Regions from separate parts of the Mus musculus genome. Here regions 1, 2, 3, 4, 5 and 7 are each linked to region 6. Evidence: chromatin contacts called from public HiChIP or PLAC-seq and promoter capture Hi-C data. All regions are on one chromosome and are shown on one strand. The core of a region is the stretch at or near the end of the contact, and the rest is flanking DNA. Distances in the headings are between cores, read along the strand shown.

Evidence for each region. Promoter capture Hi-C pulls out the DNA fragments that hold promoters and counts their contacts. HiChIP or PLAC-seq counts read pairs in DNA pulled down with a chosen protein or histone mark.
Region 1: a promoter capture Hi-C map of neural stem cells shows a contact between it and region 6. The contact joins the promoter of Cldn3 here to the promoter of Rfc2 in region 6. A contact is called at or near these places in 7 of 39 promoter capture datasets (the 3T3-L1 cell line, cranial neural crest, hippocampal neurons and 3 more) and 1 of 115 datasets of contacts at active chromatin or transcription factors (pancreatic cancer cells).
Region 2: a contact with region 6 is called in an H3K27ac HiChIP or PLAC-seq map of embryonic stem cells, with 16 read pairs. The contact joins the promoter of Gtf2ird2 here to the promoter of Rfc2 in region 6. A contact is called at or near these places in 25 of 39 promoter capture datasets (the 3T3-L1 cell line, 3T3-L1-derived adipocytes, the C10 cell line and 15 more), 30 of 484 Hi-C or Micro-C datasets (B cells, CD4 T cells, CD8 T cells and 15 more), 27 of 115 datasets of contacts at active chromatin or transcription factors (the 230-238 cell line, the SCID.adh cell line, T-cell acute lymphoblastic leukemia and 15 more) and 4 of 9 other capture datasets (adipose tissue, embryonic stem cells, liver and 1 more).
Region 3: a promoter capture Hi-C map of neural stem cells shows a contact between it and region 6. The contact joins the promoter of Mettl27 here to the promoter of Rfc2 in region 6. A contact is called at or near these places in 2 of 39 promoter capture datasets (cranial neural crest and neural stem cells), 1 of 115 datasets of contacts at active chromatin or transcription factors (memory CD8 T cells) and 1 of 9 other capture datasets (adipose tissue).
Region 4: an H3K27ac HiChIP or PLAC-seq map of bone marrow-derived dendritic cells shows a contact between it and region 6, with 3 times the contacts expected there. The contact joins the promoter of Ncf1 here to the promoter of Rfc2 in region 6. A contact is called at or near these places in 10 of 39 promoter capture datasets (the C10 cell line, HPC-7-derived erythroid cells, cranial neural crest and 6 more), 3 of 115 datasets of contacts at active chromatin or transcription factors (bone marrow-derived dendritic cells, embryonic stem cells and microglia) and 3 of 9 other capture datasets (adipose tissue, liver and pancreatic islet).
Region 5: a contact with region 6 is called in a promoter capture Hi-C map of liver. The contact joins the enhancer-like site here to the promoter of Rfc2 in region 6. A contact is called at or near these places in 10 of 39 promoter capture datasets (the 3T3-L1 cell line, cranial neural crest, embryonic stem cells and 6 more), 1 of 484 Hi-C or Micro-C datasets (bone marrow-derived macrophages), 1 of 115 datasets of contacts at active chromatin or transcription factors (bone marrow-derived macrophages) and 3 of 9 other capture datasets (embryonic stem cells, liver and pancreatic islet).
Region 7: an H3K27ac HiChIP or PLAC-seq map of embryonic stem cells shows a contact between it and region 6, with 5 read pairs. The contact joins the promoter of Castor2 here to the promoter of Rfc2 in region 6. A contact is called at or near these places in 3 of 39 promoter capture datasets (hippocampal neurons, pre-B cells and stem cell-derived epiblast-like cells), 1 of 115 datasets of contacts at active chromatin or transcription factors (embryonic stem cells) and 1 of 9 other capture datasets (pancreatic islet).

Annotation. Positions count from the first base shown.
Region 1 is chr5:134,984,754-134,987,486 of GRCm38.p6, forward strand. It overlaps Cldn3 (claudin 3), which reads left to right and starts at 1,461. Exons shown (of 1, transcript NM_009902.4): 1 at 1,461-2,723. The coding sequence starts at 1,692. The coding sequence ends at 2,351. It overlaps Wbscr25 (Williams Beuren syndrome chromosome region 25 (human)), which reads right to left. Exons shown (of 5, transcript NR_026907.1): 5 at 2,680-2,733.
Region 2 is chr5:134,182,673-134,185,398 of GRCm38.p6, forward strand. Gtf2ird2 (GTF2I repeat domain containing 2) reads left to right here and starts at 1,366. Exons shown (of 16, transcript NM_053266.1): 1 at 1,366-1,586.
Region 3 is chr5:134,931,095-134,933,794 of GRCm38.p6, forward strand. Mettl27 (methyltransferase like 27) reads left to right here and starts at 1,279. Exons shown (of 6, transcript NM_024479.2): 1 at 1,279-1,316; 2 at 1,528-1,753; 3 at 2,379-2,507. The coding sequence starts at 1,631. It overlaps 9030607J07Rik (a long non-coding RNA gene), which reads right to left and starts at 1,577. Exons shown (of 3, transcript XR_868588.3): 1 at 1,486-1,577; 2 at 1,132-1,294; 3 at 1-536.
Region 4 is chr5:134,228,190-134,230,982 of GRCm38.p6, forward strand. It overlaps Ncf1 (neutrophil cytosolic factor 1), which reads right to left and starts at 1,436. Exons shown (of 11, transcript NM_010876.4): 1 at 1,307-1,436. The coding sequence starts at 1,378.
Region 5 is chr5:134,208,765-134,211,464 of GRCm38.p6, forward strand. Gtf2ird2 (GTF2I repeat domain containing 2) reads left to right here. Exons shown (of 16, transcript NM_053266.1): 11 at 116-178; 12 at 2,434-2,511. Among named protein-coding and RNA genes, the nearest start is that of Ncf1, 20 kb to the right of the region's middle. Within about 2 kb of position 1,332, at least 17 of the 459 cell types and tissues checked have an H3K27ac peak or open chromatin away from gene starts, as enhancers often do. A contact at or near this core is called in liver and pancreatic islet, where this site is marked.
Region 6 is chr5:134,581,395-134,584,094 of GRCm38.p6, forward strand. Rfc2 (replication factor C (activator 1) 2) reads left to right here and starts at 1,296. Exons shown (of 11, transcript NM_020022.2): 1 at 1,296-1,492. The coding sequence starts at 1,395.
Region 7 is chr5:134,098,431-134,101,130 of GRCm38.p6, forward strand. Castor2 (cytosolic arginine sensor for mTORC1 subunit 2) reads left to right here and starts at 1,318. Exons shown (of 9, transcript NM_030719.3): 1 at 1,318-1,721. The coding sequence starts at 1,609. Gm15627 (predicted gene 15627) reads right to left here and starts at 1,211. Exons shown (of 2, transcript NR_166664.1): 1 at 696-1,211; 2 at 1-335.

The sequences.
Region 1 (2,733 bases), core at 211-2,710, 400 kb after region 6:
AAGTGCCATCCATCTATTAGGGTTTATTCCGTGCCAGGGACAGACCAGAGGCTTCGTGCAGGCTGGCCAAGCACTCTAGCCACTGAGCTCCATCTCCAGCCTCTGAAACTATGAAGCGAGGTCAGTGAGCTATGCGGAGAGCTGTAGGAGTGTCTCATGGAGAAAGGACCCCAAGCACGGGTCCTCGAAGAGGATGTATAGGAAACTAAACCAAAAGAGCTGTATCCTAGCTGAGGTGAAGGGAAGAGGCAACGGGAGAAGTCGGAGCATGCGCCACCCCAAGGTGTGCGGCAGGGGAGTCAGTGTCCGGAGGCAAAAGGAATTGGTGTTTTGGGGGCTTTTTTGGTGTTACTTTGTAGCTTGTTTGAGCCAGGGTCTCATGTAGCCCATCTGGCTTTGAATTCTCCGTGTCGCCAAGATGGTCTTGAACTCCTGCCTGCCTCCACTTTCCCAAGCTCTGGGACTACAGGCATGGCATGCTGCACAGGGCTTCTGCACAGGAGTTGTGAGACACAGTTTCGCTGTATCTGGCCTTGAACTCACAGCTGTCTGCTTGCCTCAGCCTCAGGCAGGAGCCAACACACCTGGCTAGACGTCTTTTTTTTTTCTCATGTGTATCAAATCTCTTTCCCACTGTTCACTCACCCTGGTACTCACTCTGCCCCGCCCCCACCCCCAAAGGAAAGAAAACAAGACTCCATCTAGAGAACCTCCGTGGGGGAAAGCAGCTTCTAGGTGGGCGGGCATTTGAGCTAAGCCATGTAGGCTTGCCACCAGCCCAGGTCACATGAGGGTGCTGGACAAGAATTTGAACTCAACACCGGTCCCTGAGGTGCAGAGTGGGCTCTGCAGGTGGTCGTTGTCCCTGGTTTCAGAGTTCTGTATATCAGGTTGCACTTGGACAAGGCCAGAGTGCTTGTGTCAAAGCCTGAGGGACTTGGAGCAGGTGCTACAATTCCATCCACCTACGGCGACAAACAGCCTCAGCCACGCCCCCACCTAGGTCCTCCCAGTCCGGGTTGTCCAGAGGAATTGGCCGCGCCTCCATCCTACGCCTCCCGCGCTAAAGAAGACGGAGGTGGGGGACAAGAGAGTCAAGCAGTTTACAATTGGTGATTTGCACTTCAAATCCTTGAAGCGCCCCTCCCACTCTGTATAGCTCTAGAGAATTCGTTATGCTTAAGGAGCTTGGGGAGGTTGGGAAGGGAGGGAGCTTAGACGACCCCGCCCTCCTTCGATACACACTCTCCCACCCCACCCCCACCCCCGCCACACACAACACATACACTTCAGCATTGAGGTTCTAGCCAAATCCTTTCTCCTATGGTGAAGGGGGTTGGGGAGGACGGACCGGACTGGACGGGACACACGTCACTGTCCCCTGGGCCAGAAGAGCGAGCTCCACCCTCCTCCTCTAGGCACCAAGCTAAGTCCAACCCACCCCATCCCAGAGCCAACCCAGTCTCAGAAGCCAGTCTCCAAAGCCACAGGCAGGTGCAGGGGCAGTCTCTGTGCGAGCCCCAGGAGAGGAGCCGTTAAGCGCGCTCCGTCCTTTGCCACCCACCCGTCGTTCCCGGCGACAGACGTCCGTCAGTTTTCGAAGGGCAGTTGATTCCCAGGTCCAGCGGCCGCGATCCCTGGTCTCCCAGTCCCCTGAGCTGCCCGGCCGAGCCGGTTCAAGTCCAGCAGCCATGTCCATGGGCCTGGAGATCACCGGCACGTCGCTGGCCGTGCTGGGCTGGCTGTGCACCATCGTGTGCTGCGCCCTTCCCATGTGGCGCGTTTCGGCCTTCATCGGCAGCAGCATCATCACGGCGCAGATCACCTGGGAGGGCCTGTGGATGAACTGCGTGGTGCAGAGCACCGGTCAGATGCAGTGCAAAATGTACGACTCGCTGCTGGCCCTGCCGCAGGACCTGCAGGCCGCCCGAGCCCTCATCGTGGTGTCCATCCTGCTGGCCGCCTTCGGGCTCCTCGTGGCGCTCGTGGGCGCCCAGTGTACCAACTGCGTACAAGACGAGACGGCCAAGGCCAAGATCACCATCGTGGCGGGAGTGCTTTTCCTGTTGGCGGCTCTGCTCACCTTAGTACCGGTGTCCTGGTCGGCCAACACCATCATCAGGGATTTCTATAACCCGTTGGTGCCCGAGGCCCAGAAGCGGGAGATGGGAGCTGGGTTGTACGTGGGCTGGGCTGCCGCCGCGCTGCAGTTGCTAGGGGGCGCCTTGCTGTGTTGCTCCTGCCCACCGCGCGACAAGTATGCACCCACCAAGATCCTCTATTCTGCGCCGCGATCCACCGGCCCTGGCACCGGTACCGGCACCGCCTACGACCGCAAGGACTACGTCTGAGGGGCCGGGTGCACGCAGACCGTACCGTCACCACTACCAGCAGTCGATGAACCCCACCCGTCCAGCGTGCAGCCTCGCGTCTGAGACCACCCCACCTTCCAGATGGTGACAGACGACACACAGTCTGCTTGCTAGGCTGGAAGAGGACAGACAGGCTGGCATCTCCCCTTCTCCGGCTGCCACCTGACTACCGGGCCTAGGAACTGTCCAAGCCGAATGGACAAAGAAACCTCGCCCTTCCCAAGAACTGGGCTGGGGTGGCCACTGCAGCTACTTGCCAGCCCCGCAGAAGCTCACAGTGGGCAGAGACAGGCAAACCATGAAACGGGCCATTTCATATTTTTCAATAAAAGTCTTTCGTTTTTTGCAGTCGCTGGAGCTT
Region 2 (2,726 bases), core at 116-2,615, 400 kb before region 6:
TTTGCCTCCAGAGTGCTGGGATTAATGGCCTGTACTACCACCCAACACGGAAATGTTATTTAATAATCCTAAAACTAAGTAAGTCAAGGACTGAGGGCAGACAGCAGAGCTTGGAGACAGAAAGTAGGAAACGTCATGGCAATCTGAGAGTGGGAAGAAAGGAGATTGAGTGGGAGCCAGAACAGCCACCAAGCACTGTGCCCTAAAAGGCCACATTGCAAGGGTGAGTGACCTGATTTTGACAAGTAGCCAGAGCAAGAGATTTTCAGGCTGGACGAACACCATAGGATCTAGCAATCAGTGACCCACTTGTGACCTGGGAGGAAAGGATTTATTGGAGCCAGCTCAAGAACACGAGCAAATACAAACTATGTCGGAAGCTACACAGCCTTTCCTGATATGAACAAAGTGTTCTCATTTTATTTTGGGACAGGATCTTATATGTAGTCATGGCTGGCCTCAAACTCAGAGAGATTTGCCTATTTCTTCCTTGTGAATGCTAGTATTAATGGCATGTACACCAAGCAACAAATCTTTAAAAGTATTTTTTAAATATTTTATTTTTTTTAAGCGGGTGTGGGTGCATACAGAGGCCAAAGGATTCCAATCCTTTGGAAATGCGAGTTACAGGCACGTGTGCTGTGCTTGACACAGACACTGGTCTTCTGAAAGCACACTTATCAGCTCTTAACAGCTGAGCCACTGCTCCAACCCCCTTTCCAGTATATTTTAAAGCAAACAAACAAATAAAACTGGAACCCTTGTAAAGTGGGGCTGGAGGGATGGCTCCGTGGTTAAGAACACTTGATCAGTTCCCGCATCCATACCGTCTGAAACTCCTGGTCCAGGGGATACTGTGACCTCTTCTGGCCTCCCCGTGGTGCATATAAACAGGGTGGCAAAATACTTACAACAGATGGTGCTTTACGAATAGCTCCCGAGACATGCAGCCACGCAAACACAAGAACATAGAACTGACACAGGCACAAAAATTAGTTTTAAAGGAAATGCAATGTCCTAAAAGGTAGGTGGTGTGATGGCGCACGCCTTTAATCCCAGCACTCGGGAAGCAGAGGCAGTGGACTCTGAGTCCGAGGCCAGCCTGGTCTACAACGCAGGCTAGCCAGGGCTACAAGAAAAACTCTGTCGCGGGGGGTGGGGGGAGTGGGTGCCTGAGTAACACGTGGGGTGACCTCTCCGCTTCCACGTGCACGCACAACCACATTTTAAAATATCTCTATCTATCCAGAACGGCCATGCACATCCAGGGAAGGCGCGAAGCCACGTGCACGCCACGCAGCCCGGCCGGCGGCCTCGCGGAAGCCGTCCTGCAGCGCACCGGAAGTGGCCGTCCCCACCGGGGGTGCTTCGGCCACGCGCGGGAAGCCGACCTTCCTTCCAGGAAGCAAACAAAGACAAAAAATAAAATAAAAAAGAGGGAGAAAAAATAATAAAAACGAAAAACAGGAAGGGAGCGGAGAGGAGGCGCCCGCGGCCCCCGAGCTGCGGTCGCCGGCGCAGAGCCGCTGCGCACGCGCAAGCCAGGCTCCAGACCCCCGGCGCGGCCCGCAAAGCAGGGCCCTCAGGTGCGTATCCCGCCGCCGCTTCCCTCACAACTTCCGCTTCCGGGAGTCCCCGCCGGGGCAGAGCGATCTCTCGGGGTGCGTGGCGGGACCTTCGGGCGCCCGGTGGTCAGCGCCGACCCCCATTTTCCCTACCGCGATCGGGCCGTGAAGAGTGGGGGGCGGGGCGGGGAAGACGTGGGGTTAGGCGACTTTCGCACGCCAGGCGCGCACCAAAATCTCGCTTTCGATTGGTTGTGACGGGGCGAGGAGGCGGGGAAAGCTGCGCCCGGTGCGTGCCGAGGTCACGCGCCACCTGACGTACCTGCGCTGTGTTTAGAAACCCTTGATTGGTTAGGGGAAGGGGCGGGGCCATCGCGGTTGCCTAGCAACGGCGCTCTGGCTCCACCTTCGGCGGCTGGCTTTGCTTGTTGGCTCCAGGATTATGGGGGCGTTTGGTGTTTGTGGCAGCCAGTGGTTTAGGTCGATGAAGAGAACGGAAGAAAGGGCCCAGCCTCCAAAATGTGGCTTGTGTCTGGTCTGGTTGAGAGTACAAGGTGGCCTATGGCCATAACAACTAGTACAACAATCAAAAAAAAAATTTTTTTTTCCAGACAGGGTTTCTCTGTGTAGCCCTGGCTGTCCTGGAACTCACTCTGTAGACCAGGCTGGCCTCAAACTCAGAAATCCGCCTGCCTCTGCCTCCCAAGTGTTGGGATTGAAGGTGTGCGCCACCATCGCCTGGCTCAAAAAAATTTTAATTTATTTTAAAACGTTTAAAATGTTTAGTAACTTTAAAATTTAAAGTAAATTTTTACAAATTAAAATTCACTATAGTAATGTATTTAACCTATTGCACCCAAAACATTATTCTAGAATGTACTTATTTCAGCACAGAGAACCAGAATGAGCCGGCAACGGTGGCCTTCAAATGGATCTGAGAGTTCAAGGACTGCCTATATATAGCAAGTTCCAGGCCTGCTGGGGCTACACAGTGGGACCTTGTCACTAAATAAATTATAGCCGCTTTATTGAGATACAGGAAAACTCATCCTTTAAAATACAATGCAAGTCAGAAAAAGAATTCCTTCCAAAGTAAAATAAAAACAAAATAACAGAACTCAAGCCTAGTGTGGTAACTCAAATGTGTCTGTCAGCCCAGCA
Region 3 (2,700 bases), core at 29-2,528, 350 kb after region 6:
CTTCTTCTTCTTATTATTATTGGGTTTTTTTTTTTGAGACAGGGTTTCTCTGAGTTCCAGGCTGTCCTGGAACTCACTTTGTAGACCAGGCTGGCCTCGAACTCAGAAATCTGCCTGCCTCTGTCTCCCAAGTGCTGGGATTAAAGGCGTGCGCCACCACCGCCCGGCTTTTTTTTTTTTTGTTCCCCAAAACATAATGATTGTTTCTAATTATGAACGAATAAATGATTCTGAGTTGTGACTGCATATAGGGGCAGATATTTGTGGCTTTCGAGCTTAAAACCTCTGTACCATTCCGGCTCTGAGGGGAAGTCCAACTTCCAGGTCTGTTCTTCGGTCCTGATCGATCAGCAGCGGTCTGAGCACAATAAAGTTTTACCAGCTGTTTAACTACTAAGATGAACATTGGAAGACGCAGTCTGCTCCCAAGTCGGTGCTGTTGTCCCTGTCTGGTCAGTTTCTGCGCCTGACTCAAACAAAGTTCTTGCTTTGCGTGGACTCTTGTGTCTGCATGGGTTGTTTTGGATTTTCAGACCCTAAGAAACCATACAAATACTAAAAAACGGGGATCAGTGAGATGGCTGAGCAGATCAAAGCACTTGCTGCCAAGCTTGAGAATCTGAGTCCCATGCCTGGAAGTCCCATGGTAGGAGGAGGAATCAAAAAATGGCTCTCTGGCTGCTACACACCATCTGCCCCCCCCCCCAAATAAATTGGTTTTTTTGTTGTTTTCGGGTTTGTTTGTTTTTTAAATACTGTACCCAGGAGCAATGGCACAACGCTTAAATCCCAGTTCCTGGGAGGCAGAGGTCCACCTGGTCTATATAAGGAGTTCCAAGTCACCCTGGGCTCCATAGCAAGACCTTAGAAAGAAAGAAAGAAAGAAAGAAAGAAAGAAAGAAAGAAAGAAAGAAAGAAAGAGAGGAAGGAAGAAGAAAGAAAGAAAGAAAGAAAGAAAGAAAGAAAGAAAGAAAGAAAGAAAGAAAGAGGGAGGGAGGGAGGGAGGGAGGGAGGGAGGGAGGGAGGAAGGAAGGAAGGAAGGAAAAAAGAGAGGGAGGAAGGGAGCGAGGGAGGAAGCGAGGCAGGGAGAGAAACTTTTTTATTTGTGAAAAAACAAAAACAAATCCTCACGTGAGTTTGAGATCTTCTCACGCAATACGCTCATTGGCTCAGGGAGGGTAGTCTGTCATTTCTTTCTCGGATTGGCTGTTTTATCTCACGGAAACCCAATCGTCGCGGTGCTGGAGGCGGGGCCAGGCTCTCAGACACGCCCCTCCACTTCCCTCGGGTCTGCCTGGAGAAGGGGGTTCCGCGCGGTGAGTTCTGAGCCTGTACCTTCTTGGAGACCCTTGTGGTGAGGAAGAACCCCACCCGCGCCCCCGATCCACCTCCGGGAATGATGGGCTGAGGCGTAGTCCTCCCTCCCTGCGCGGGAGTGCCCCCGCTCTATGAGCCCCTCCCCATACAAACAGCGCCTCGGCGTACAGGTCAGCTCCTGCCATCTCCCACTCAAGGTCTTGTTTGTAGCTTGGGACCGCGTTGGAGCACTGATAACCTCCTCCGCCGGGTGAGGGAGGACGGAAGACTGTGGAGGACCTCATCACTGGGTGGACTCTGCCCCCGCAGGAGAATGACTCAGGAGGAGGCTGGGCGGCTGCCCCAAGTACTGGCCCGGGTCGGAACCTCCCACGGTATCACCGACCTGGCCTGCAAGCTCCGCTTCTATGACGACTGGGCTCCGGAGTATGACCAGGTGAAAGCACGTGGGTCCTCGACTTTTGTGGCTCAGATTCTGTTTTTATAAGCAAAGCTAAAATAGTACCCATGCATCTCAGGGAAACTTGGAGCTGAAAAGAGACCTGGGAGATGTGCTCCTTAGAGACCTGCACCCACCCCACCCCCACCCACCCCGGCTGACCTGTAAGCAACCCCTAATTAATCCTGCAACAAACACGAGGAGAGAGCCTGCAGGAGGCGCTATTGAGACATCATTCGGTATAGACAGACCAGCTAAGAGCTGCCACAGCCAGTAGCCAGCCAGCTTGATCCCCACTAGTGTGGGGTCCCTTGACAGTAAGACACCTCAAAGCCGGGAGTGGTGGCGCATGCCTTTAATCCTAGCACTCGGAAGGCAGAGGCAGGCGGATTTCTGAGTTCGAGGCCAGCCTGGTATACAAAGTGAGTTCCAGGACAGCCAGGGCTATACAGAGAAACCCTGTCTCGAAAAAAAAGTAAGACACCTCAAGCTCGGGTCTTCTGTTACTGGGGTCCTAGGAGGATCTGAACTCTAAAACACACAAGCTCAAACTGGCAGAACTTGGGCACCCCACAAGGTGAGTCGTCTAAACACTATGTTGGGCTAAGTGCTATCTCCTCAGGATGTGGCTGCTTTGAAGTACCGAGCCCCACGCCTTGCTGTGGATTGTCTCAGTCGAGCCTTTCGGGGCTCACCCCATGATGCCCTGATCCTCGATGTGGCCTGTGGCACTGGCCTGGTAGCTGTGGAGGTAAGATCTGATACACCACCCTGCCTTCCCTTCAGCACCCAGGACCTCCTACATGCTACTGCTCAATTAGTCCTGAGACCCTGCCTAGTAAATTCTAGGCAGGAGCTCTACCACAGAGCCATGTTCCCAGCCCCTCCCTGGGGGATTCTAGGCAGGGGCTCTACCACAGAGCCACGCCCCCAGCCCCTCCCTG
Region 4 (2,793 bases), core at 186-2,685, 350 kb before region 6:
ACCCACGAGGACCATGCTGTGCCCCTGGGCTGCCTTTTTAGCCTTGGATGGAAGGCTGAGGGGTTGTGGTGAGGCAATCTTTGGGGGTTTTGCTACATTGTGAGACTCTGTCTAAAAATACCCCTGTGATTGTCTCCAGGGGAGGGATGGAGGACATGAAGGAAACACCCAGGGTGACCGCTGTCCCCTCTTCTGGTGTGGCTTTTGGTTGTGGAATGATTCAGAACATTTATATTTAGAGAGGGAGGGAGGAGGGAGGGGAGACTTAGCTCTTAACTGCTGAGGGTCCCAGGTAAACAGCTTACAAGTGCTGGGCGGCACCATCTCTGGCCTGCCTTGGGCCGAGCAGACCCAGTGATAGAGTCTAGATATATGGGCAGATATTCCTCGACCTCATCTCCCCAGGGCAAACGGGAGACATCGTCCCCTACTAGGGATCCAAACTCAGTAACCAATATCATAGAAGAGGAGAGAAAAAAAAGCCACAGTTTCCAGGCCTCGCAGGCTGCCATGCAGGGCCACTCCTGGAGCTGACTAGACAGGGAGGTTTCCTGGTAGGAATGAGCCTTGGTCCTAGGCACTGGACAGAGGGTAAGGTTGAGCTCTGGCATGCTTGGGGGCTCAGTGTGAAGACAGAGAGGGAGGCAGCTGGGACGGTGCACAGGGGTATCTGCTCACCATGGCAGGGTCCTTTGTGAACACCCAAGAGAAGCCTGAAGCCCAAGGATAAGAAAGCCCTGTGCCTGAGAGGTCCCCACGGAGGTATATCTTCCCCTGGTCCCCCTCCCCCTCACATCCTTCCCTTGGTCCCCCTCCCCCTCATAGCCTCCCCTGGACCCCTCCTCCCATATCCTTCCCCTGTTCTCCCTCCCCCCATATCCTTCCCTGGTCCCCCTCCCTCTCACATCCTTCCCTTGGTCCCCCTCCCCCTCATAGCCTCCCCTGGACCCCTCCTCCCCATATCCTTCCCCTGTTCTCCCTCCCCCCATATCCTCCCCTGGTCCCCCCTCCCTCTCACATCCTTCCCCTGGTCTCCCTCTCTCCATATCCTTCCCCTGTTCTCCCTCCCCCCATATCCTCCCCTGATCCCCCTCCCTCTCACATCCTTCCCTTGGTCCCCCTCCCCCTCATATCCTCCCCTGGACCCCTCCCCCCATATCCTCCCCTGGTCCCCCTTCCCCTCACATCCTTCCCTGGTCTCCCTTCCTCTCATCTCCTTCCCTGGTCCAGGTGGTTTTTGGGTAGCAGCAGAGTGATAGCACTGTCCCCACTATGCGCTCCTGCAGGGCACTCTTAGGCTACTCACATAGTGCTGGCTGGGGATGAAGCGCTTCTCGAAGCCCAGCAGGGCAATATGGCGAATGAAGGTGTCCCCCATGGCTGGGCCGTGACAGGGACACTTCTCTCTATAGCCTGGGCTGGGCCTTAAATACACTAAAAAGAAGAAGTGGTTTCTGCTGCTTGTGGGGTAAGGGCGGGGAAGGCCCAGGAGGCTCTTAGACTTAGTCTTTCACTTTCTGAGAATTTTTGAGCTTCAACAGAGTGGTGGGGCAGCCAGGGGCCCTGAAGCACAGAAACCTGTTCTACCGACACCATGGCCCAACCCAGGCACTGGGGCCTCTCTACAGTTCTGAACCACCCCCAACAAACATGGGGCTGGAGAGCTGGTGCAGTGCTTAAGAGCACTGACTGCTCTTCCAGAGGTTCTCAGTTCAATTCCCAGCAATCACATGGTGGCTCACAACCATCTGTAATGGGATCTGATGCCCTCTTCTGGTGTTGTCTGAAGACAGCTACAGCATGCTCAGATTAATAAAATAAATAAATAAATCTTAAAAAAAAAAAAGCTGGGTGTGGTGGCAGGCAGAGGCCGGCAGATTTCTGAGTTCGAGGCCAGCCTGGTCTACAAAGTGAGTTCCAGGACAGCCAGGGCTATACAGAGAAACCCTATCTCAGGAAAAAAAAAAAAGCCTGTGACCCCAGCCCTTGGGAGGTAGAGGCAGGAGAATCAAGGGTTCAAGGCCAGCTTCAGCTATATAATGAGTTTGAAGATAGCCTGGCCTACGTGAGATTGACTTTAGAAGTCCTGTCTTTACAGGACCAGGACTGGACATGGCTCCGCAGATAAAGTCCTTGGCATACAAGCCTGAGGACCTGAGTTCTATCTCTAGAACCTACATTAAAGAAAAGTTTAGGGCCAGCGAGATGGCTCAGTGGGTAAGAGCACTGTCTGCTCTTCTTCTGAAGGTCCTGAGTTCAAATCCCAGCAACCACATGGTGGCTCACAACCATCTGCAATGTATAATAATAAATAAATCTTTGGGCGGAGAAAGCAGGGACTGATGGAGAGAGAAGAGTTATCTGAAGTGAGAGGGTCCGACCTGAGCAAGGGGAGGTCCTAAATTCAATTCCCAACAACCACATGAAGGCTCACAACCATCTGTACAGCTACAGTGTACTCATATACATAAAATAAATACATAAATCTTTTTAAAAAGCCAGGTGTGGTGGCACACACCTTTAATCCCAGCACTTGGGAGGCAGAGGCAGGTGGATTTCTAAGTTCGAGGCCAGCCTGGTCTACAAAGTGAGTTCCAGGACAGTCAGAGCTATACAGAGAAACCCTGTCTCGAAAAACCATTTAAAAAAAAAACTTTTTTAAAAAAATAAAGAAAAGCTCAGAATCCTCTGTGTGTGTGTGTTTGTGTGTGTGTGTAGATGCAGTTATAGGCAGTTGTGAAATAGCAGACATTGATGTTTGGTACTGAAGTTAGATCCCTCTGCAAGAGAGAG
Region 5 (2,700 bases), core at 82-2,581, 370 kb before region 6:
AAACAAAACTCCAGCATGAGGATAAATGTGGGTAGGGGTGGAGCTGGGGGCAGTAAACTGTGGGAGCCTGAGATTGCTCAATCATGAATGTCATTTTAGATGTTTTCTTTTTAAGAGTCTACTCGGATGGTCGCTTTAGAGACCAATGAGGACCCCGAGACTGAGGTAAAAATGGAAGGTGAGTCACCAAAACGCTTGTTATTGTCACATGGTCAGGGTGACTTTCCACGCAGCCCTCACTACTTCTGAAATGATTATTGTACGGTGGTGATTGGAACCGGTGTGTGTATGTTCACATTCATGCATGTGTTGGATGAGAATGAGCCATAGGCTCCCATGTGTGAATGCTTGGTCCCCAGTTGATGGAACTGTTTGGGAAGGATTAGGAGGTGTGGCCTTGGTGATGGAGCTGTGTCCCTAGAGGTGAGCCTGGAGGTTTCAAAAGGCCCCACCATTTCCAGTTAGCCCTCTCTGCCTTGTGCTCATGGATCACGATGTGAGCTCTTAGTTACTGCTTTAGCACTGTGCCCGCTTGCCTTCTGCCACAAGGGTCATGGACTCTAACCCTCTGGAACCATAAGCCTAGTAAACTCCGCCTTCTATAAGGTGCCTTGGCAATGGTTTCTTATCATAGCAACACAAAAGTAACTAAGACAGATGACCATGTCTCGATGCATGGAGGAGTCAGAGGACATCTTTGTGGAGTCACTTCTCTCCTTCCTTCCACCTTGAGATGGGTCCTGGGGACCGAACTCAGGCCACCAGCTTTGCAGAAAACGTACCTTTTCCCACTGAGCCACCTCACTGGCCCTCAAATAGAAATAGAATTAGCCCTCTCTTTAGCCACAGTTAGAATTAATTTGAGGGTTTGGTTGGTGGGGGACACAGTATGGTGTCCACATCCTCTATTTATGAAAAGCCAGCAAGGCCACTTGGAGCCCTGGGTCCTGATAGTTTCACCTTTGCAACGAGAGTAAAAGGTTTAATGATGGCAGCTGTCTCCTTATTGGGTGGGCCGCAACAATCAATTGTTTTTGAAGATGTCACCATGTACTTTATTAAGCAGAAATGGGCTAGCCTAACACTCACTCAGAAGGCCTTGTACGATACGGCGGAGGACCTTGCACAAGTGTCTTGTCTGGGGCTTTCTCCAAACCAATTCTCATTGCCAAGCTAGAGCACAAGCTAGAGCAACCCTCATTGCAAGCTAGAGGCGGAGTTCTCCCAGTCAAAGGAAGCCTTTGGCAGTGGGGGTTAGAAAGCAGGCTTCACGGGGCACCTCTAAGAACTGAGCAAATACACCCAATGAGCCAAAAGCACAGCGCGTGCAGTGAAAGTAAACATCCCTCCAAATCAGCCGAGCAGACAGGAAGAGAGATTAACTCCTGACCTGTCTATCCCAGCTTGCCGAGGAAGGCGAGTCAAGAGCCAAGTTGAGTGATGTCCAGTGCACTGTCTCTTTTTCTGTAGTCACGTGGACTTCCTCAGAAGCAGTGCTTTTCAGTTCACTACAGCTCTTCAGCTGGATGTAAGGAATCTCAGGCCTCCCTCTCCCTGATGATCATCCTGTTCAGCCGCAGAGTACAGGGTCAGAGGATGCCATCCATCTGGCACATTAACAGCTGTCACAATGTTGCAACAAAGTACTGAATTAATGAGACTGCAGGGCGGTGGTGGCGCACACCTGTAACCCCAGCACTTAGGAGTCAGAGGCAGGAAGATGTCTGAGCTCAAGGCCAGCCTGGCCTATAGGACAGCCAGGACTTCACAGAGAAACCATATCTTGAAAAAAACAAAAACACAAACACAAACCAAAGAGACTGAAGAAATGGCTTAGCCATTGAGAACAATGTTGTTGATCTTCTGGAGGACCCAAATTTAGTTCCCAGCCAGCTCCCATCTCGTGTGGCTCCCAACTGCCTCTAACTCCAGCTTCTTCTGGCCTCTGTGTGCTTACATGCTTGCATCCCAACATAGACACACACTCATACACATAAATGAAAAGACATTTTTTTCTAAGAACATCAGCAACTTAAAAGAGGAGGGGAGACAGTCTTTCCCAGCGTAGCAGACACTGCACGGTAGCCAGAGCTGGAGGCAGCTGATCACATTGTATCCACAGTCAGGAAGCAGACAGATTGATGCTGGTGCTCAACTTTCTTTCTTCTTTTTGTTCAGTCTGGGCCCCCAGAGCATGGGGTGGAGCCCCAACATCAGGTTGAGACTTCTCTCCTCAGTGTACACTCTGGAAGCACCCTCACAGACATGTCCAGCCAGATTGACCTTGAAGGTCAACCATCTTTCAACACCGCACACAGGGGTGGGGATAGGGAGGCAGTATCCAGGCTGCACTTCTCCTTATGTAACACTTGGGTATATTTTAGAGACTTGCAGATTTTCTGGTCACTCTGACTCTTTCTGTTTGCTCTCAAGGAAATGCAAGTCCATCCAACCTTGTAAACTCTGCAGCAGGTGTTGAAGACCTTAGGATCATACAGGTGACAGTCGCAGGTGGGGACATCCACTTAATGTCTTCATCATTTGAATCACAGTTTTCTTTTTTGTAAAGTTTGTTTTCCTTTATTTAGGTGTGTATGTGTGTCCAAGCGTCTGCCATGTGAGTGCTGTGAGTGTGGTACCCAGAAGAGGGCACAAGATCCCTTGAAGCTGCCCTGAAACTGGCTCTGCAGACCAGGCTGG
Region 6 (2,700 bases), core at 46-2,545:
GCAGGCAGACTACGAAAATAAGCAGTTTGCTGAGGTTGCTAACGGTAGGGCGAGCCTGCTTGGAAATCACCAGCCTTAAACCTTGAAAATGCCACCTTGGAGAAAACCATTTTTTTTTCCTCGTTGATACTGGTGGAACCCAGGCTTCTGACCCATGCCCTATTATTTCTTTAAGAATCTCATGTACCCCAGGCTGGCATCTGTCTTTCAAGTGCTGAAGCTACAGGTATGTGTCATGTCAGCTTTTTTTGTTGTAGTTGCTTTGTTGAGACAGAGTCTCCCTTTTCTAGTCCCAGAACTCACTCTCCTCCTGCCCGGCTTGTTAGTAGTGTAAGAATGGCAGGTGTGGGACTGGAGAGATGGCTCAGTGGTTAAAAGCACTGACTACTCTTCCAAAGGTCTTGAGTTCAAGTCCCAGCAACAACATGGTGGCTCACAGCCATCCATAATGAGATCTGATGCTCTCTTCTGAGGTGTCTAAAGACAACTACAGTGTACTCACATATGATTAAAAAAAAAAAAAAAAAAAAAAAAAAAAAAGAATGACAGGTGTGTGTTACTTTACCTGGCCAGAAAGTATCTTTAGTTTTGTTATTGTTGTATTTTTTTTGTTTTTTTGTTTAATTTTTGTGATAGCTCTGAAATTTGTGATAGTACATAGCTCTGGCTGGCCTTGAACTTACAAAGATCCATGTGCCTCTGCTCCCAAGTACTGGAATTAAAGACCTGTGCCACCAAACCTGGGCCTAGAAAGCATCTCTTTAAAAATACTTATTTAGCCGGGCGTGGTGGCCCACGCCTTTAATCCCAGTACTTGGGAGGCAGAGGCAGGCGGATTTCTGAGTTCGAAGCCAGCCTGGTCTACAAAGTGAGTTCCAGGACAGCCAGGGCTACACAGAGAAACCCTGTCTCGAAAAACCAAAACCAAAACAAAACAAAAAAAACCTTATTTTAGCCAGGCATTGGTGGCACACACAAGAGATAGAGGCAGGCAGATCTCTGAAATCAAGACCAGCCTGGTCTACACAGTGAGTTTCAGAGCAGTCAAGGGCTACACAGAGAAACCCTGTCTCAAAAAAAATAAAAGTCCATGAAAGTAAAAAGAAATGAAATGATTTTATTTTATCTTATTTAATGTCACAATTAAATAAGATATAATAAAATGTCTCCCCCCCCCCCCCCCCCGCCTCTCAAACGCCAGCTCCTGAGATCACTGCGGCCTCTAGCGGCCAGGGATGGCTACGCGGTGCTCTCTGCGCAGGCGCAGGAAGAGATTCACCGCCTCTATAACGCACTTCCGCTTTCCTCTCGGCGTTGCCCGGAAACCAGGACCCAGACTTCCGTCAAAGCGGCATGGGGCGGGGCCTCGGGTGGCGGGAAGAGCAGCCACCGGAATGGAGGTTCAGGAGAGTGGCTGTGACCCATCCGAGAGTGGGGCGCAGGAGCCCTCGCCTGTCCCCAGCAAGACCGCCGGCCACTACGAGCTGCCGTGGTGAGCCTGCAGCCATAGTAACGCGCGCGTAGACGTGAGGGCGGGCCGAGCTCCAGGAACCCTGGGTTCGACCTGGGTCTAGGGGACAGAGAAGGTGCAGATGTCCCCAGGAGCGCAGATTTCCCCTTTCCTTCTTGAAGCTAGATATTCTGTTTTTCTTTCTTTCTTTTCTTTTCTTTTTCTTTCTTTCTTTCTTTTTTTTTTTGAGATCGTGTCCTGTGTAACCCAAGCTGGACTCGAACTCACTACGTAGCAAAGGATGACTTTGAACGTTGATCCTGGGGTGACAGGGCATGCATTACTTCCGTAAAGCAGTGCTGGGGATGGAACACAGAGCCTCGTGCACGCTAAGCTAGCACTCTACGGACTGAGGCCCATTCACAGCCCTGGGGTTCACTGTGAAGCCCAAGCTGGTCTTGAAGTTTCTGCAGTTCTCCTGCTTCAGCTTCCCAAATACTGGAATGGCAGGTGTAAGCCACCAGGCAAAGGTAGAGATTTTTATTTATGGAAATTGAGGAATATGTGTCTCGAGGTTCATCTAAATGATGCTTAAACGTGACTAATAGGCCCTCATGCAGTGCAATGCTAATGGCTTTTATTTATTTTATGTATATGAGTATACTGTAGCTGTCTTCAGACACACCAGAAGAGGGCATCAGAACCCATCACGGATGGTTGTGAGCCACCACTATGGGAATTGAGCTCAAGGCCTTTGGAAGAGCGGGCAGTGCTCGTCACCGCTGAGCCATCTCTCCAGCCCTGGCCTCATATTTTTTTATTTGTTTAAAAATCTCATCTTAAAAAACTATTAGCTTTAGCCAGGTGGTGGCACACACCTTTGATCCCAGCACTTGGAAGTCAGAGGCAAGTGATTCTCTGAGTTGGAGGCCAGCCAGGGCTACACATAGAAACACTGTTTAACAAAACAAAACTCTGTGTGTGTGTGTGTTTCACTTTTGTTACGGTAGGTCTCACCACCCTAAGCTAGCTGCAGACTTTCTGTATAGTCGAGAATGACGAATTCTGACCCCACTGTGTCTTCTGCCTATGGACAGGGGCTGCAGGTGAATTTTGAGCTTTTAGTTTTTGCATGGAACTTGCTGCCAGACCACATGCTAGCATGGAGCTACCCCAGCACTAGTTTTTCTTTATCAAAAGTAAGGTTTCTGACAGCAGACCACAGAGAGGTTCCTCGGTTCACTGAACTA
Region 7 (2,700 bases), core at 68-2,567, 480 kb before region 6:
TTGAAATTACGTGTGTGCACGCATGTACAAATCAGAGGAACAACCTGCAGGGTTCCATTCTCTCCTTCCAAGGTCCAGAAGATCGAACTCAGGTCAGCAAACTTGGCAGCGTCTTTACCCACTGAGCCATCTCGAAGGCCCAATCTTTAACTACATTAAAAGACATAGTGAGAATTCTGGGTTTCACGCCCTTTAGTGGGTATGAGGCAGCACAATAAGCCCCCATCTGATAGAAGGGAACTGAGAATATGAGATTGACAGGCAGGATTTTCTCCCCGAAGAGTTCCCTGTTCGCCTCGTCAGGTAGACTTGACCCACCACAACGTCAAAGCACTCTGCCAAAGGGCAAAAGCACTAGTCAGTAACTTTAACCTAGAGGATTTCAAAACCTAGTCAGCCATGAAAGGGAGAGGGGCGGGAGGGGCGGGCAGAATATTTGCTAAACAGGTCCCCCATACAGCACTCAAGCCTGGGGTTAGAAACACTAAGGATAACTCTCATTCAGATTCAGTTCCGCTCTCCACCTCACCCCGGTAACCCCCTCCCGCTCCCCCTTACCCCTCCACCCTCCCAGATCCACAGTTACTTCAGCAGCTTTGCACCCATGATCCCGGAGACCCGGGTCCTGGTTCCCGTGCCTGCCTTATCTCTATCCTCCCTCACATTTTCCGCAGCAACAAAGCCAAACACAGTACCGTGGGGGCTTTCACGCTTCTGTGCGTTTGGACACGGTGTTCCTTCTGCCTGGAAGGCCGCGCAGCTCTCCCTCTGAGCGCCCCCCTCCCCCTGCCTGCGTGCTCTCATTCAGCCCCCAGCACCCTTTTCCAAGGAAGCCGGCACCCTTCTCTATCTAACCCAACTCTTCTTTTGCTTTCCTTCCCTGAACGACAATCACCGATTCCTCTAAATCTCTCCTCTGGCAGGATCAGGCCTTTTCCAACGCTGGAGTTGCTTGTTGAGGAAAGGGGTTCTCGATTGACACCCCAAAGAAAGTACCTAATCCTGAGTTTGAGCGATTAAAGAGCATGCATCTAAGCTTAAATCCGCTCCAAATTCCCTATATGTCCCATCGGGTTCCTCTGTGTCCCTGGGGAACCCCGAAATCTTGCATTCCCAGGGCACCGTGGCGCAGCAGCCCAGCCCCCCTGGCTTGACATCAGCAAGCTGGAGTAGTCCGGGGGGTTGGGGGGAGGGCCGCGTAAAAGCGCGCGCGCGGACTACAAATCCCGATTGGCATTGCGTGGCCTCCCGGCTGGCGCCTGCGCATCACGGGCCCGGCGTTTGAGTGGCAAGTTGTTTGTTACAGCGAACACCAGCTGCTGCTGCGCCGGGCGCCGCGCTCAGCCGGGCGCTGTTTGCTTGTCCACCCCGTAGCTTGCTGCACCCCGCAGGTCCTCCCCAGGCCTCCTTTTTTTGCAACTTGCCAAGCTTCCTTTTTCTGGCTCGAGTACGAATCAACCCGGCATCGAGCTCCGGGCCCCCTTCCCTGGGCCGGTTGCCCCACGGCTTGGGGCGCACAGGGGGCGGGGGCCGCGGCTCGTCCCCGTCCCCCCCCCCCCAACTCGGGCCACCGCGGATGATCCGCCGTGGAGGAGCCCTGGGCGGACGATGGAACTGCACATTCTGGAACACCGGCTGCAAGTTGCCAGCGTCGCCAAGGAGAGTATCCCGCTCTTCACCTACGGCCTCATCAAACTTGCCTTCCTGTCTTCCAAGACCAGGTGAGAGAAAGAGAGTAAGGGGCGAGGGGATGGCTGACGGGGGGGGGGGGTGTCGGGGGGGGCTCATGGTACCAGCCCCGGGACAGACAAAGAGGCGCACCCCGGGGGGACGCAGTGCAAAACAACTTCATCCCCCCCTAATCTCTGCCATTCTCCTGCATCGGACAAAGCCACCCCTGTGCTCTCTAGTGGGGGTCCCCTCCACCCAGAAGCCCCCACCCCACTGCGCCTCCAACTGCTGCCACCAACACCCAACACCCCCCCCTCCCGTCTCAGTCCCTTCCCCGAGATCCCGAGTAACCTCCCTAAATGGCCTCTATGATGCATCCGTGAATGAATGAATGAACGAATGAATGAATGAAAAACAGGTGTGGGGATCTGGAGGAGGAAATTTACAAACTAAACACGCCCCATCCCCCCATCCATCCACCACCACCACCACCACCACTACCCTCCTCCCAGTTGGGCCGGCCCCCCTGTAGCCATTGGCAAGCGGGGAGGGATGGCGCTGAGGTCGGTCTACCCCAGAACAGAAATATCATAAAATCATTAGTAGATGTTTATCTCCAGGTGCCTGCGAGGGGAGAAGAGGTGCAGGCAGCGGGGGAGGGGCAGCAGGGCCAGGGTCGCTGATTTCTTTTCTCTTTGGGGGTCCAGCGAAGTGGGGGGGGGGGGGGATTTTGAACCATGGAAGGGGAGGAGCAGACGTGTTGATGGATCTGCCTGGAACCTGGGCTTGGATGTTCCAGGGGGAGAAAAATAGTGGAAGGCCTTGGGAGGTAAGAAGAAAAAGAAGAAAAAAAATATTTTTTTTTAATCTTAGATTTTTTTTTTTTCCCGTTGCTGGATGTGTTTGACTTCATAAACTCCTGTTAGATTAGTCAGACTACCTTTTCTTTTCATTGCCCATTTCCCCTTATGCAGTGGGAATTGGAGCAAGCTACCATTGACTCAAACCCCTTACCATTCACTTACCATT